4 separate regions of the Mus musculus genome follow, and regions 1, 3 and 4 are each linked to region 2. A link is a contact called in public HiCAR-type, HiChIP or PLAC-seq and promoter capture Hi-C data. All regions are on one chromosome and are shown on one strand. The core of a region is the stretch at or near the end of the contact, and the rest is flanking DNA. Distances in the headings are between cores, read along the strand shown. Region 1 overlaps Dlgap2 (DLG associated protein 2). Region 2 holds the start of Cln8 (CLN8 transmembrane ER and ERGIC protein). Region 3 overlaps Dlgap2 (DLG associated protein 2). Region 4 overlaps Dlgap2 (DLG associated protein 2).

Region 1 (3,133 bases), core at 201-2,700, 570 kb after region 2:
CTGGGAATGAAACCATCCAGTCCTACAGCCTGAACTGTAGGGGTGGGGGCAGGCACTCTGTGATCCTCCTAAGTTGCATGGTTGAAAGCACTTACTAGATATTGTTCACAGAAGGAACATGAAAGCAGGTATATCCTAGGATTCCTGGATACAAAGTCAGGAGAGATTCCAACCATCCCGCACAGCTGACTAATGTAAATCTGGGGACATGGGAGAGCAAGGTTAACATCATCTCCAGGTTGGACAGTGGCAAATTTAGGCTATAAGCCAGTATGCCTACATCTGTATTTAAGGACATTTCTTCTAGCATTTCTCAAATGCACTAGCCCTGCCAGTGGCTTCCTGATGTAATGGCAACAGATACACAACTTCTACATCTCAGACACTGCACAAAACGACCGAAAGGACCACTGATACAGGTTCTATACATTTGGCATCTTCTGCAGAGACTCTGTTAGATAAAAACATCTGGAGAGAACACACCCTCATGTTGAACCACTCCAGGGATAATAAGTACTACCTCTTAGGACCTGCAGCTTCCCAACTACCAAGAAGCAAGGATGTGAGCCCCTGAGATGTCTGCACCTTGGCATTCCACATGGATTACCCAGGAATCAGAACCATATTGCCTCCAATACACTAATTCTAGGTGCTCAAAGATCTATGCATCAATGTCTTTTGTGTGTGTGTGTGTGTGTGTGTGTGTGTGTGTGTGTGTGTGTGTTTGCATGTGTGTAAGTGTGCAGACACGTGTGAGAAGGTCAGAGGCTAACTTCAGGTGTTATTCCTTAGGTTTCATCTACCTTGTTTCTTCAGACAGGGTCTCTCACTGACCTGGAACTCGCTTACCGGGCTATGCTGGCTCGCTAGAAAATCCCAGGGATCCACCTGCTTCTGCCAACCCAGGTCTGAGATTCCACGCCTATGCCTGCATTCCAGATTTTCCATGAATACCGAGGATGAAACCTAGGCCCCCGTGCTCATTCAGTAAGGTCTTCACCAACAGGGCCATCACCCCAGCTCCAGTCTGATTTTTAAAGTGAATAAAAATCTAAATGTCAACCCTGAACTGTATGACTAAGTAGTCAAACACTTAAGCCAGCACACAGTGATGCTGGGCCCCATTAGAAATGAACAATGACTTTCATTTTCCAAAGAACCCATCATCTTAAAAAAAAAAAAAAAAAAAAAGAGGTCAGATATAGAAAGAGGAAAACACTGCATTCATATGAAAAAAAAAGGAAATAACTTGGTAAAGGCAGTTACTCTGTGTAAAAGCTCACAAAAAGAATGTGAATGTAAAAACAAAGCAAAACAAAAATCCTCTCCTTACAAAGTCTCCGAGTGTGATTGCAGAGCAGAGCTGATGATCCACTAAGCTGGGCACAATCGCAACCAGCTGTGGCCAGCAGCCGTCCACAGGGCTTGAAGGAGGCCTCCTATGTTCACACTGAGCCTTTGAAGTAGGCAGCAGAGCCTGTACATTCCTGTGGGTATCAGACCCGAAACTATTCAGCTTGGTGAATTCTGTTGGGAGAATTTTACTTTGTAGCAGAGACCTGCACTTTCCCAAGCCTTCCCACTTCCGCATCTGTCAAGAAACACAATTGGTTTTCTTTATAAGGCTATATTTTTTCCTTACAAAGAAACAGTTTCTCTCACTTCATAAAAACTCTTTACAAGCTCTTTCCTGACAATTCACAGCATGTTGCAAGGCACAGAGCCATCATTTGAAGCCTTGCTTGACTTAGAAACAGTTTCTTGTAGCTGCAGAAAAAGGAATCCGATATAAGAAGCAATGAAAAACCGAACACTTTAGCCCAGCTGGAAACAGAAATAGTAAAGCCAGCGGCGGGCTTCCTGACCACTGAGTCTGTTCTGAGGGATTTATGTGCACTAGATCATTAGCTGAAACAATCATGCTATGGGCGGGTGAGTTACCACCCCCTATGCCGAGGGAGGAAACTGAGATATAGTTACTCATGCAAGAGAGCATGAGGCAGCATGTCGACTGCAGAGCAGAGCTAACCACTCAACCAAGCACACAGGAGCTGGGGAGTGAGCACCTGTCCGTGAGGCCATCCACTGCCAAGGCATGGTGGTGGGTGTGGGAACACAGGGTTTAGTCTGTCTGAGAAGACAAGCAGAGAAGAAACAGGTTTTAAGACTCCTGGATTCAGACGTACTGTCAACACTCAAAACTTCTCGTGAAAAGGCAGCCCTCAAATTGGGAGAAAATGTTCTCAAAGTAGAGAGCTGAGGGGAGATTGCTATTCACATTAAATAAAAGGTCCCTGCGAGTAAATGGCAGACCAATCTATTCACAAACAGACACTTGAGTAGACATGTCTCCAAAGACAGACAGATGTTCAACAAGCCCACTAAGTGTCTGTCAGCATCACTGGTCATTAGGGAAATTCACATCAAAGACATGCCCTTGTGATGGGTCTTGTGGGAAAAAGGGGACAGAAGCTAAAGAGTTGGTAAGGATGTAGAGGGGAAAAAAGGGCCCCCACTTACTCAGAATAGGGGTACAACATAGCCATGAAATCTATCACAAAACAAAACAAAACAAAACAAAACAAAACAAAAAACCAAAAACCTGACTGATCCTCCAAAAGTCAAGTGCAGGGTTACTGCTGATCCGCTGATTACCGGCCTTGGAGGAGACGGGAAGCCTTGCTTGCTCTGGTATTTGCAGATACCAGACTCACAATAGGCAGAGGCAGAAAATCCAACCTGCTCATTAAGAGGTGGAGGGACAAACAGAAGACACACATGCAATGAGATGGTCCTCAGCCCTTAGAAGAACATCTCTGAAACTGTGCCAAATACACACGTGCTGTAAAGTACCCTCAGAGTCGAGATCCACACCAGTGGGATTCGTGGAACTAGTCACAATGCATCTGAGGATACCAAGGACATGGGAGGGGAGTGGGTTCACCTGGGCAGGCACAGTGCTTGTTGTGAAGATGGACTAATGGGTTGATTTGGTTGGATTAGCTACTTTTCTGTTGTTATAATGAAACATTATGAACAAAAGTTAAACAACCTTTTTCTTTAAATTATTAAAGAACAGTTTAAAGGAAAAGTTTCTTTGGGAGCTTGCAGTTGTGATGGGAGAATCCATAGC
Region 2 (3,204 bases), core at 394-2,893:
GAACTGAAACCCGTTCTCCTCCGAGAGAGCCCTAAGCAATACCACGGGTTTGGGGGCACATGCTGAGTCAGTCTTTCTCTAGATAAAACGTTTCCTTTTTATTAACAGAAAGGAATAAACACACGGCAGCTGTTTACTCTGCCTTTGCCTTTTGCAGCACATCGGGCATGCCCCTCACTAATCCTGTCCCACGTGGTTCTCAGTGGCCTAAGAGAAACACTACTGGGACTTATTTACCTATCCACTAACTATCCTAGCCGGATTCTCCAGATTCTCACTATCCGAAGAGATTCGGTCCTGAATAGCACAGGGAGAGCTTTCAAGGTCTAGGAGCTTTGTTTCCATAACAACTAGCACCTAGAGGCTAGGGCGGGTCTACCAGAGCTTGGGTGGGTGTAGTGGAATCTCATATTTTCAGAATATCTGAGGTTTCCTTAATCATAGCCTTTCCCACTCTTCCTAGAGAAAAGTTTAAATAAAAAAATACAAAACACGGGAACAAGTCCAGTGTATAGCTACAGATTTCATACATAAACACGGTCAGAAAACAAATATCGATACCGACATGAATTCAAACAGTACTTAGGAGCAGCCACCTACTCTGTCATTCCGACGACTCTGAAAGCCTTCTAAAAGGGCTTAGGCACCCTTTTCTAAGGCAGCAGCACCCTAGCCCCAGGACCTCCCACGGTGTGCTGAGAGCTAGGGGTCCTTCCTATTCCCGCTCCCCTTCACTAAGTGCTGACACCACCCAGTCCTACCTCGCGGAGATCTGACCAACATCGCCTTTCACCCTCTGGTCCCATGATGATCCACACTCAAGTTCCTCATCCCCTAGCACTGTACAGACCTAGCCCAGCGACCGTGGTCCATCACTTTGCTGCCCCAAGTTCTCTTGCGACCCAGGTCGACCTATCCAGTCGGACCCAGTCTGAATCGTCCACCCGCGCCCACGGTGGCCCAGGACCTATACACCAAATGGAATGCTTCCTCCTCGGGTGGCCAAGCAAAGACTGCGCTGCTGCAGGCAGGTGTATACAGGGTGCCCTTCACGTCTCACCTGCATTCAGGTGAGCAGAAGGGGGGCGCCGCCTCTTGGTCCATCAGCTGCTTAGACTCGCTGTCCCAGGAGCTCCTGAGCCGTAGACACACCTCGTGACCGGAGCCAGATAGAATACCGGTCGCTGAGTGGCACTGGAGACTAGGGCCCCACGCCCATCTGTGTCCCCGCCTCAGCTGGGCACCCCGCTTTCAGGCCATCCCGCCCCTAGCACCGGAGAAATCACCCACGACAGTGTCGCGCGCTGAGCAAACACTATCCACTGCGCACGCGCACTGCTGAAGCCCTAAGCCTCGCCTCCCTAGGACGCTACCAAGGTAGACTCGGGGGGCACGAGTTGGGGTAGGATCATCCCATCCAGCGCCATGGGGGTGCCTGGAGCAGGCTACACAGTTCGCAGCGCGCTATGCTAGATTTGACTATCGTAGCTCAAGTTGGTGCTGGGACCTTAAGAGTGGTACGGAGGGATCAGTGGAGGAATTCCTCAACCCCCACCCCAACTGACCTTCCACGATCCTCTGTGTGGACCGTCCCCCAAGACCCTCCTACGTACACCCCTTCACTCCCTGTCCCTTCCCTCTTTCCTAAGTCCCTAAGGCCTCTGACGTCAGAGCGCAGAGGTGAAACGCAAGCGCACGCGTCTCCTGGTTGGTGCTGCCAGAGCTCCAGGCGACTGCATGGAGTCGAAAAACTTGCTCAGGCCGACAAAATGGACCGCACTGTGTCCCTTGCTACAGCAGCATTGTCTTCCAGGCGGTGGTAACCAGCTCCTGTCTGCACAAGTACAGTTCGGGCTTACGGTCCCTTAGGAAAAGGTGGCTGTGAGGCGTGTGCAGAGCTACCCTGTGCTCCTGCTAAGAGCCGAAGCTAATTCAGAGCCAGCATTATGAGAAGAGCAAAGACCTCCCGACCCATTCCATGTACCTACTAACCAAGCGGGGCTGGTAGGGTAGCGGTGAGAGGTGCGGAATCAGTCCCCTCTCTCTGAGCAGATAATCAGCACTTAGTACCCTCATCTACCTAGCATAGCAGGAAAACCAACCTGGCTCGGGATTCACGTCTGGCCTCAGCACTCCTTGTGCAATGTCTGCTAGTCAGGTGCTTGCAATTGCCTGGCCCTTATCTAGACAGGGCAATTGCCCACCCTACCCTGGATTGCAGACAGGTGGCCACATAACAGAGTCCTCCCTAGAGCCCTTTATCATACCATATCTTGATAATTAACAAGATAGCTGGTTTAAAAGACTAGAAGGAATAGCGTCCTGTACATACCCACCCTCCTGGTTCTGATATTGTCTCTGAACACCCAGGAATTGCAACATAGTTAACCAGGCCACCTGCAGAAATACCTTTGAGAAACATCACACAAGATGGATAGAATGGCTAATGAGCTGTGACTTCAGCCCTGTGCCCCTGTGACTTGTGATAAGGGTCCCTTTACAGCAAAGATTTTACACCGACGTTCAAGTTCTGTTATTTTCCTGAGGTTTCATCAATATTTGGTGCACCCCAGAGTCCATGGTTGGCACCTTAGTTTTTCCACTTGGCTGGTATGAGCAATAACATAGTTTCAAGACCACCCTAAGCTGCTTGAAACCCTGTGTCAAAATAACAAGAGAGATCTGGGTGTGTAAACAGCGTTTAGTAATACTGACCTTTGGCCAGGTGGAGATAGGAAGGTCAGGGGTTAAAGGTCATCTTCAGGGAAGGAGTTGATTTTAAGGTCAGCCTGGGTTAGACTGTTTACAAACACACCTTTCCTATCTGACCGCAGTTCCTGCATCATCACCTGCAAGTTTGCACCCCAGGCACTGTTTCCATCTGGCCAGCCTGGCTGGATGTCTCCTCTAAGCCCTCCTTAAGCCTCTCTTGTGTCAGGTTCCCACACCACACAGCTCACTCATCCATCCAGATGTTACAGTTGCCTGTCCCAGGCACTATGACCTCGACTGTTAGTCTCAGGCAGTTGCCCTCTGTTACTGTGTCATAGGCCGTTTGGAGAAGGCAAACTGGAATGACTTTAATGGAGGTGGGGGGGGGGGTTAATTTAACCCTCATTTCCTGGTAGCAAAATGTACTCATTGCGATATTTCATTGTTTCTTCAAGAAGACATCTCTTTCTACCATGCGAGTCCTGGGTATTA
Region 3 (3,043 bases), core at 393-2,892, 530 kb after region 2:
CTATTTTATACTCTACTATTCTATACTATAGCTTCCTAAAAAGAGGCCAAGAGGCATTTCTTCTTCTAGGTACCCAAAACACAGGTAATAGGTGCCCACACGGAGGCTTGCTTAACTCACCATTGGCAACTGTGGTGGTTAGAATATGCTTGGCCCAGGGAGTGGCATTGTTAGCACATGTGGCCTTGTTGGAAGAAGTGTGTCACTGTGGGGGTGGGCTTTAAGACCCTCATCCTAGATGCCTGAAAGCCAGTCTTTTGCTGTTTGCCTTCGCAACAAGAGGTAGGACTCTCAGCTCCTCCAGCCCCATGCCTGCCTGGATGCTGCCATGCTCCTGCCTCAATGATAATTGACTGAACCTCTGAACCTGCAAGTCAGCCCCAATTAAATGTTGTCCTTATAAGAGTAGCCCCTGTCATGGTGTCTGTTCACAGAAGAACACTAAAACAACAACCCAACACACTAACCATCCTTCTACTCACAACTGATCTCAATCCACTCAAGCCAGTCACGGTCATCTGAGGGTCTTACCTGTTCTGCTCCATCCCTTCCTCTATTGTGGCACTCCTGGCCTTCCTTCTCTCTGCCACTAATCAGGTATTTTCCATTCACTGTCACTTCCTGGGGATCAGCTACACCCACAAGGTATAGCACCGACTTTCCACTGGTGGCAGTCGCTTCACCAGCCTCTTCCTCATGGGCCTTATCAGCAGGTATGCAGTCACAGTGGGGTTACAGTCTGAACCCCCCCCCATGGCCTTCAGCACCCACAGCTTTCCAGATACCAACTCTCCCCAGGTTCATGATAGCCACCACTTGTATTTTGGCCTTTATCAATCCAGGAGAGCACTTGCAAGTTTTCAAGATCCTGGAGAGATGGCCCAACTGTTGTCTGGCCTCTCAGTCAGAATTCCCATTACTTTGCTTCTTTCTGAACTTCGCTTCTGTATATGTATATGTGTATGTATATGTATCTTCTGTATATAATGTGTGTATATATGTACATATGTATATGTGTGTGTATGCATATGTACAAATGTATGTATGTGTGTATGTATGTACATATGTATGTGTGTGTGTGTGTGTGTGTGTGTGTATGTGCTATCGTGAAGGCACAGGCTTGCTTCTGTATCCAGCCCCTGCCTACATGTGAACTAAGGCTGCACACACTCTCAGCCTTCACCTACTGGGGACCCCACCTGGGGATGTCACAGTAAACGCCTCCACAGACACAGCCCTACTCCCCTGAGCTCAGACTCATGCCTTTCCTCCCACCAGCTACATAGCCCTTGAGAAAAGGGTGACAAGCCTGAAGCTGTCCTTTGACAGTTCATGTTTACAAGATATAAACAATTCTCTCCTTTTTTTTTGCTAAATATTAAAGTATCAAAAATTACATTCTGTGAAGGCCCTGTGCCAGTATGTCTTTCATGATACCTCTAGGAGCTGTCCTCAGATCTACAGAAGTCATGATATGGATTTTCTTCCATGGGAGCTGTGACCTTGAGACAGACCACACTCTAGACTGATGTTGTCCCTGTTTTGAGGCAGTGAGAGCTCCTATCTTTGTATCCCTGTATACTTGATCAGCCCCCATGAGAAAGCTGGTGCCAGCTCCCTGCAGCCCTGCAGATAGTGAAGGATTTTCCACTCCAAGGCAGAGCAGGACTACATACTTCTTTTGCCCCAGCAAAACATCTGTCTCTGCCTTGCAATGCGGGTGCACGGCTCCATCTAGGGGACAAAGTTACTTCAACAGTGAATACTCAGAGAGGTCTAGGGTTACCTAGAGCCCCAGAGAACAAAAGGCAGAAACTATTTGATCGCGTTTCTGACAGAAGAACCCAGCTGAGACCCTGAAGAGCTTCCACTGGGGTGGCAGAAAAGACACAGCTCCATGGTTAAGAGAGGAGACATCTGTATCATCATGCCTAGCAACACAGCTGTGTGATTGGAGGGGAAATGGCCCCCGCAGCTCATAGCTTTCAATACCTGGTCTCCAGTTGGTGGAACTTTTTGGGAAGGATTAGGAGGTGTGGCCTTGGCGTAGAAGGTGTGTTACTGGGGGTGGGCTTTGAGCTCTTAAAAGCCTGATGTCCTTCCCAGTGTTCCCTCTCTACCTTGTGGTTGTGTCAAAAGATGTGAGCTCTCAGTTGGTCCTGCTGCCATGCCTTTGCACCACCATCACAGATTCTGACCCACCGAAACCATATATATGCCCAATTAAATTTTATATATATATATACATATATATATATATATATACACATATATATATACACACACATATATATATATACACACACACACATATATACACACATATGTATATACATGTACATCATACAGTATACATATATGTGTGTGTATGCATGTGTATATTTATAATATTTAAATTATATATACATATATTCTATATATCATGTATACATATGTATACATGTATATATGTGTACATGTATATTTATATTTAAATATATATTTAAATTACATATTATATATATGTATGTATATGTATCCTTAGCTATGCTGTTTCCCCCACTGCAATAGCAAAGTTACTAACATAGTAGTTCACAGCTCTTTTACTCCCTTATAAGCTTCTCAGGTTTATGGACATACAGATGCATACACCTTGAGGCCATGGTGCCCACTCAAAAGGGAAACTAAAGAAATCAATGGGAATGTAGGTCTCCATCTACCCACAACTGTAACCACTCTGGTCAGATTTATTACTGTATTCACACAAGTTTCTTCAAACTGTTTTAAAATTCAGAACATAAAAAGCAGCAGGTATGTTAAGGGAGGAAACTTGGTTCACGGACAACAAGGCATGATGTGAAAACGGGAGCAGGGACTCAGAGGTAAAAACAGATGCACAGCCCCGCAGAGCACACAGTGGAGCTCACAGGTCAGGCTCCAGCTCCAAGGGGTGGGTGAAGCACCTGCCTTGAGCTCTTCATGATATGGGTTGTAGGATCTGCTCGGTTTGTAAAGTGTTTACTGCACAGGCTTGAGTACCTGAGTTCAATTTCCCAGAAAAGAA
Region 4 (3,330 bases), core at 296-2,795, 770 kb after region 2:
GCTGCTCAAAAACGTAGGCAACAGGTGGAGAGCCCGAGTTGGGAGAGCAGAGCGTAGCTACAGCAGCACCCACAGAATGCCTATCAGCGTTCATAGACAGGCATCTGAAACACCCCTTGCCTGGCACCTCCCACCTCACAGCCCCTCCCGTAAGCACTACAATCACCTTCCCCTTTAAAACAACGGCAATCCCTCTAAACGAAGACTTGAACTCAGGGTTTAGGCTCTATCACAATATGGTGTGCTAATTGTCCAGACATCTTAAAAAATTTAGCCCACATGACAAGATACAGCTAGAGCCTAAGTGAATGCAACCAACCACCCTTCTGTAAAGGGAAGCCAAAGGGAATCCTAAAAGTTTCCATAGAAAAGGCAGACAAGGGGCTGGAGAGATGGCTCAGTGGTTAAGAGCACCGACTGCTCTTCTGAAGGTCCTGAGTTCAAATCCCAGCAACCACATGGTGGCTCACAACCATCTGTAATGAGATCTGATGCCCTCTTTCTGGTGTATCTGAAGACAGCTACAGTGTACTTAGATATAATAACAATAAATAAATATTAAAAAAGAAAAAGAAAAGGCAGACAATCACACAGCAAGTGATAAGACAACTTTGTACAGAGAAAGCTGAGAAAATATCGTGCCACCTTAAAAAGATATGGGGGCGGAGCAATGGAAATTTAAACGAAACAGTTGAGACTGGAATTTTAATTGATATGTTGGAAGGTCATAATGTTAACAAAATCTACCAGAAAATAGAAAAAAGGCACAGCGGGAATGTCCACATAGCACACTCCACAGCAGGAGGATAGCAGGCTTCACATGAGAGCATGAGTACTCCTGACCAGAAAAAAGAAAACTGGAAGTGAAGAAATAGGTGACAGCGTCACCAAGCTCTCCAGAGGGGACAGGGGCAACAGAGGGGAAATGATCTTAGAATTCAATAACCGGGCTAGACCTTCTAACAGAGGGAACGGCTGGCACGATCAGAAACTAGCCCTCCACTCTTGCTATTCCACAGTACTACTGCAAGCCTGACATCAATACAGACAGAAAGGGGCAGACTCAAGAAATAAAACAGATGACCAGAAAGGACATGAAGTGTTGAAAAAGCTCAGGCCTAGTGATCTATCAAAACCTGTCAGGAAGGAAGGAAGGAAGGAAGGAAGGAAGGAAGGAAGGAAGGAAGGAAAGTCCAGAGATCCATATCTGAGAAGTATAAACTATCTCCCTGGGCCTTTGGGATAACTGTAACAGGCAAGAAATCCAAGAAGCTGGACAGAGTGACATATACCTGTAATCCCAGTAGTGAGGAATCTGAGGCAGGAGGATTGTGGGTTCAAGATCAACCCTGGATAGCCAGTGAGATGAAAGAGGGATAGAGAGAAGGGAAAAGGAAGAGGAATTGGCAGAAGGAAAGAAGAAACACCCTTAGGCATTCCAGGGATCTATGTGAGACAGAAACCATGTGCCACCATGCGCTGGGCAGCTCTGCCATATTCAGCGAGTACAATGTGAACAGATGTACTTATTTCTGATGTCCAGGCTACAGCAAAAGCACCAGAATTAACTGCGACTGCTAAACATACCGTGCATAGCATCCGCCATAGAGAATGCTGGGCTGCAGAGAGAAACTGGAAGTTCAGTGAGCTCAGAGGAGCTAGCATCTCTCCACACACAGGCTGGCTGTCGGGTGACAATGCCTAGAGTGGCCAGGATAAGAAATAAAGGTGGAACTCACTGCTGGAGCTAGCGAGTTAGCCAAGGGAGAGACTAAAAGCAGTAACCCAGTGACAGGCTGAGCAGCTGACACCAGAAACACCCTGGTGAGGAGGCAGGGGGTTGCCCTGAGGAGACAGACCCACACTCAGAAGCAGTCACCAGCAAGGCAAGCCGTGAGCATACAAGGCTGAACTCGGGGTATAGGCGCATACCTCTGGTGTGCTTCCAAGCCCACAAAACAAGTAACGCAGCAGTAGGAGTGAAGAGTCCCCTTGTGTCCTAGTTAGGTCACTACTGCCGTGGTAAAACACCATGACAAAAGCAACATGAGGAGGGAAGGGTTTATTCAGCTTGCACATCCACGTTGCTGTTCATCATCAAAGGAAGTCAGGACAGGAACTCAATCAGGACAGAGAACCTGGAGAGGTGCTGCTCACTGGCTTGCTCTTTGACCGCTTGCTCTTGCTCAGCCTGCTTTCCTATAGAACCCGGGACCTCCTGCCCAAGGATGGCTCCACCCACATACACTGGGCCCTCCCCCATCAATTGCTAATTAAGGAACCGCTCTACAGGCTTGCCTGCTGCCCATTCTTTTGGAGGCATTTGCTCAATGGAGGCTCCCTCCTCTCTGATGACTCTAGCTTGTGTCGAGTTAACATACAACTTAGCTAGCACACCACGTAAGCCATGGGTCACGGGCAATGAAGCTGGTCCAGACAGACTCTCTAGGATGTGAGATGACGATGCAGGGAGTTGTCGTCTGCAGTGGAGGTGGGAAATTCCACTCTGTTACGATGTCCTAACTGTACTCACCCGCCTTGGGGTGGCAGAGAAGCAGAGTAAGGCATTCTCTCTTTCCACTCTAATTCCTTGTGCACAGTTGCATTTTTTTCCTTAAATATATGAGCAAATAGGTAAACTTCTCTCACAAAGCACACAATCCTATATTTCATGTTATCTTTAAATTCTTTCACTCAATCCACCTAAAATTAAGCAGTAGGGAAACAAGAGCTACTGCCGCCTGTTCTGCTGTTTTGTGGGAAGCAGTCTAGAGGCAAGATTAGGTTTTGCAAGGAAATAATCATAATAAGACCTACAATGTTAAAGACACCTCACGACAGCAGGACGCTTAATGACCCCTCCAGCAGGGCAGATCACCTGGTCTACTGACCAGCTCGGAATCCAGCAGTCCCTGTCCTGGGGCTTGAATCTGTGGTCCAAGTCTGACAAACTTCCTAAAGTGCTGGGAAGCAGGGAGAAGCCATGTCTTCATCCTTTAGCAGCAGGCCTGGGAACTCACTTGTTAGATGGTACGGCATCTGAACATAACGCATCTCAGGAAAAGTAAACCAGGGGCCATTGCGCTAAACAATTACGTCCAAGTAATGTAGAAAAGAAACGTGCTTAGACCTGAGAACAACTGTGCGCCACCGGATCATCCAGTTCTAGCCGCTTCTGCACAGACAACCAGAGCCCCAAGGTGAGGCTGGTTTGCAGATAACCATGGCTCTCTGGAGAAGAGGCCATCACAAAAGGAAGTGGAAATGTTAGTGTGTGTGTGTGTGTGTGTGTGTGTGTGTACTCAGCAATCTGCATACTGATCGATGTAC

Evidence for each region. Promoter capture Hi-C pulls out the DNA fragments that hold promoters and counts their contacts. HiCAR-type assays count read pairs that join an accessible place to other places. HiChIP or PLAC-seq counts read pairs in DNA pulled down with a chosen protein or histone mark.
Region 1: a HiCAR-type map of astrocytes shows a contact between it and region 2, with 2.8 times the contacts expected there. The contact joins the enhancer-like site here to the promoter of Cln8 in region 2. A contact is called at or near these places in 2 of 39 promoter capture datasets (both in embryonic stem cells), 1 of 15 datasets of contacts at CTCF or cohesin (the NIH/3T3 cell line), 1 of 484 Hi-C or Micro-C datasets (cortical neurons), 9 of 115 datasets of contacts at active chromatin or transcription factors (the NIH/3T3 cell line, astrocytes, embryonic basal ganglia and 5 more) and 2 of 9 other capture datasets (adipose tissue and pancreatic islet).
Region 3: a contact with region 2 is called in a promoter capture Hi-C map of Sertoli cells, with 9 times the contacts expected there. The contact joins the enhancer-like site here to the promoter of Cln8 in region 2. A contact is called at or near these places in 7 of 39 promoter capture datasets (the 3T3-L1 cell line, Sertoli cells, cancer-associated fibroblasts and 3 more), 1 of 15 datasets of contacts at CTCF or cohesin (stem cell-derived epiblast-like cells), 9 of 484 Hi-C or Micro-C datasets (the C2C12 cell line, the HL-1 cell line, adipose-derived mesenchymal stem cells and 4 more), 13 of 115 datasets of contacts at active chromatin or transcription factors (the NIH/3T3 cell line, embryonic basal ganglia, embryonic forebrain and 8 more) and 2 of 9 other capture datasets (adipose tissue and embryonic stem cells).
Region 4: a contact with region 2 is called in an H3K27ac HiChIP or PLAC-seq map of VIP interneurons, with 10 times the contacts expected there. The contact joins the enhancer-like site here to the promoter of Cln8 in region 2. A contact is called at or near these places in 2 of 39 promoter capture datasets (cranial neural crest and embryonic stem cells) and 11 of 115 datasets of contacts at active chromatin or transcription factors (the NIH/3T3 cell line, VIP interneurons, astrocytes and 6 more).

What each region holds. Positions count from the first base shown.
Region 1 is chr8:14,320,203-14,323,335 of GRCm38.p6, reverse strand. All of the region lies in intron 3 of Dlgap2 (DLG associated protein 2), which reads right to left. Among named protein-coding and RNA genes, the nearest start is that of Gm26184, 48 kb to the right of the region's middle. Within about 2 kb of position 1,450, at least 49 of the 459 cell types and tissues checked have an H3K27ac peak or open chromatin away from gene starts, as enhancers often do. A contact at or near this core is called in the NIH/3T3 cell line, astrocytes, embryonic fibroblasts and 1 more, where this site is marked.
Region 2 is chr8:14,886,975-14,890,178 of GRCm38.p6, reverse strand. Cln8 (CLN8 transmembrane ER and ERGIC protein) reads right to left here and starts at 1,643. Exons shown (of 3, transcript NM_012000.3): 1 at 1,061-1,643.
Region 3 is chr8:14,356,645-14,359,687 of GRCm38.p6, reverse strand. The region is part of intron 3 of Dlgap2 (DLG associated protein 2); the gene reads right to left. Among named protein-coding and RNA genes, the nearest start is that of Gm26184, 85 kb to the right of the region's middle. Within about 2 kb of position 1,642, at least 4 of the 459 cell types and tissues checked have an H3K27ac peak or open chromatin away from gene starts, as enhancers often do. A contact at or near this core is called in Sertoli cells, where this site is marked.
Region 4 is chr8:14,116,671-14,120,000 of GRCm38.p6, reverse strand. All of the region lies in intron 1 of Dlgap2 (DLG associated protein 2), which reads right to left. Among named protein-coding and RNA genes, the nearest start is that of Dlgap2, 22 kb to the right of the region's middle. Within about 2 kb of position 1,545, at least 2 of the 459 cell types and tissues checked have an H3K27ac peak or open chromatin away from gene starts, as enhancers often do. A contact at or near this core is called in VIP interneurons, where this site is marked.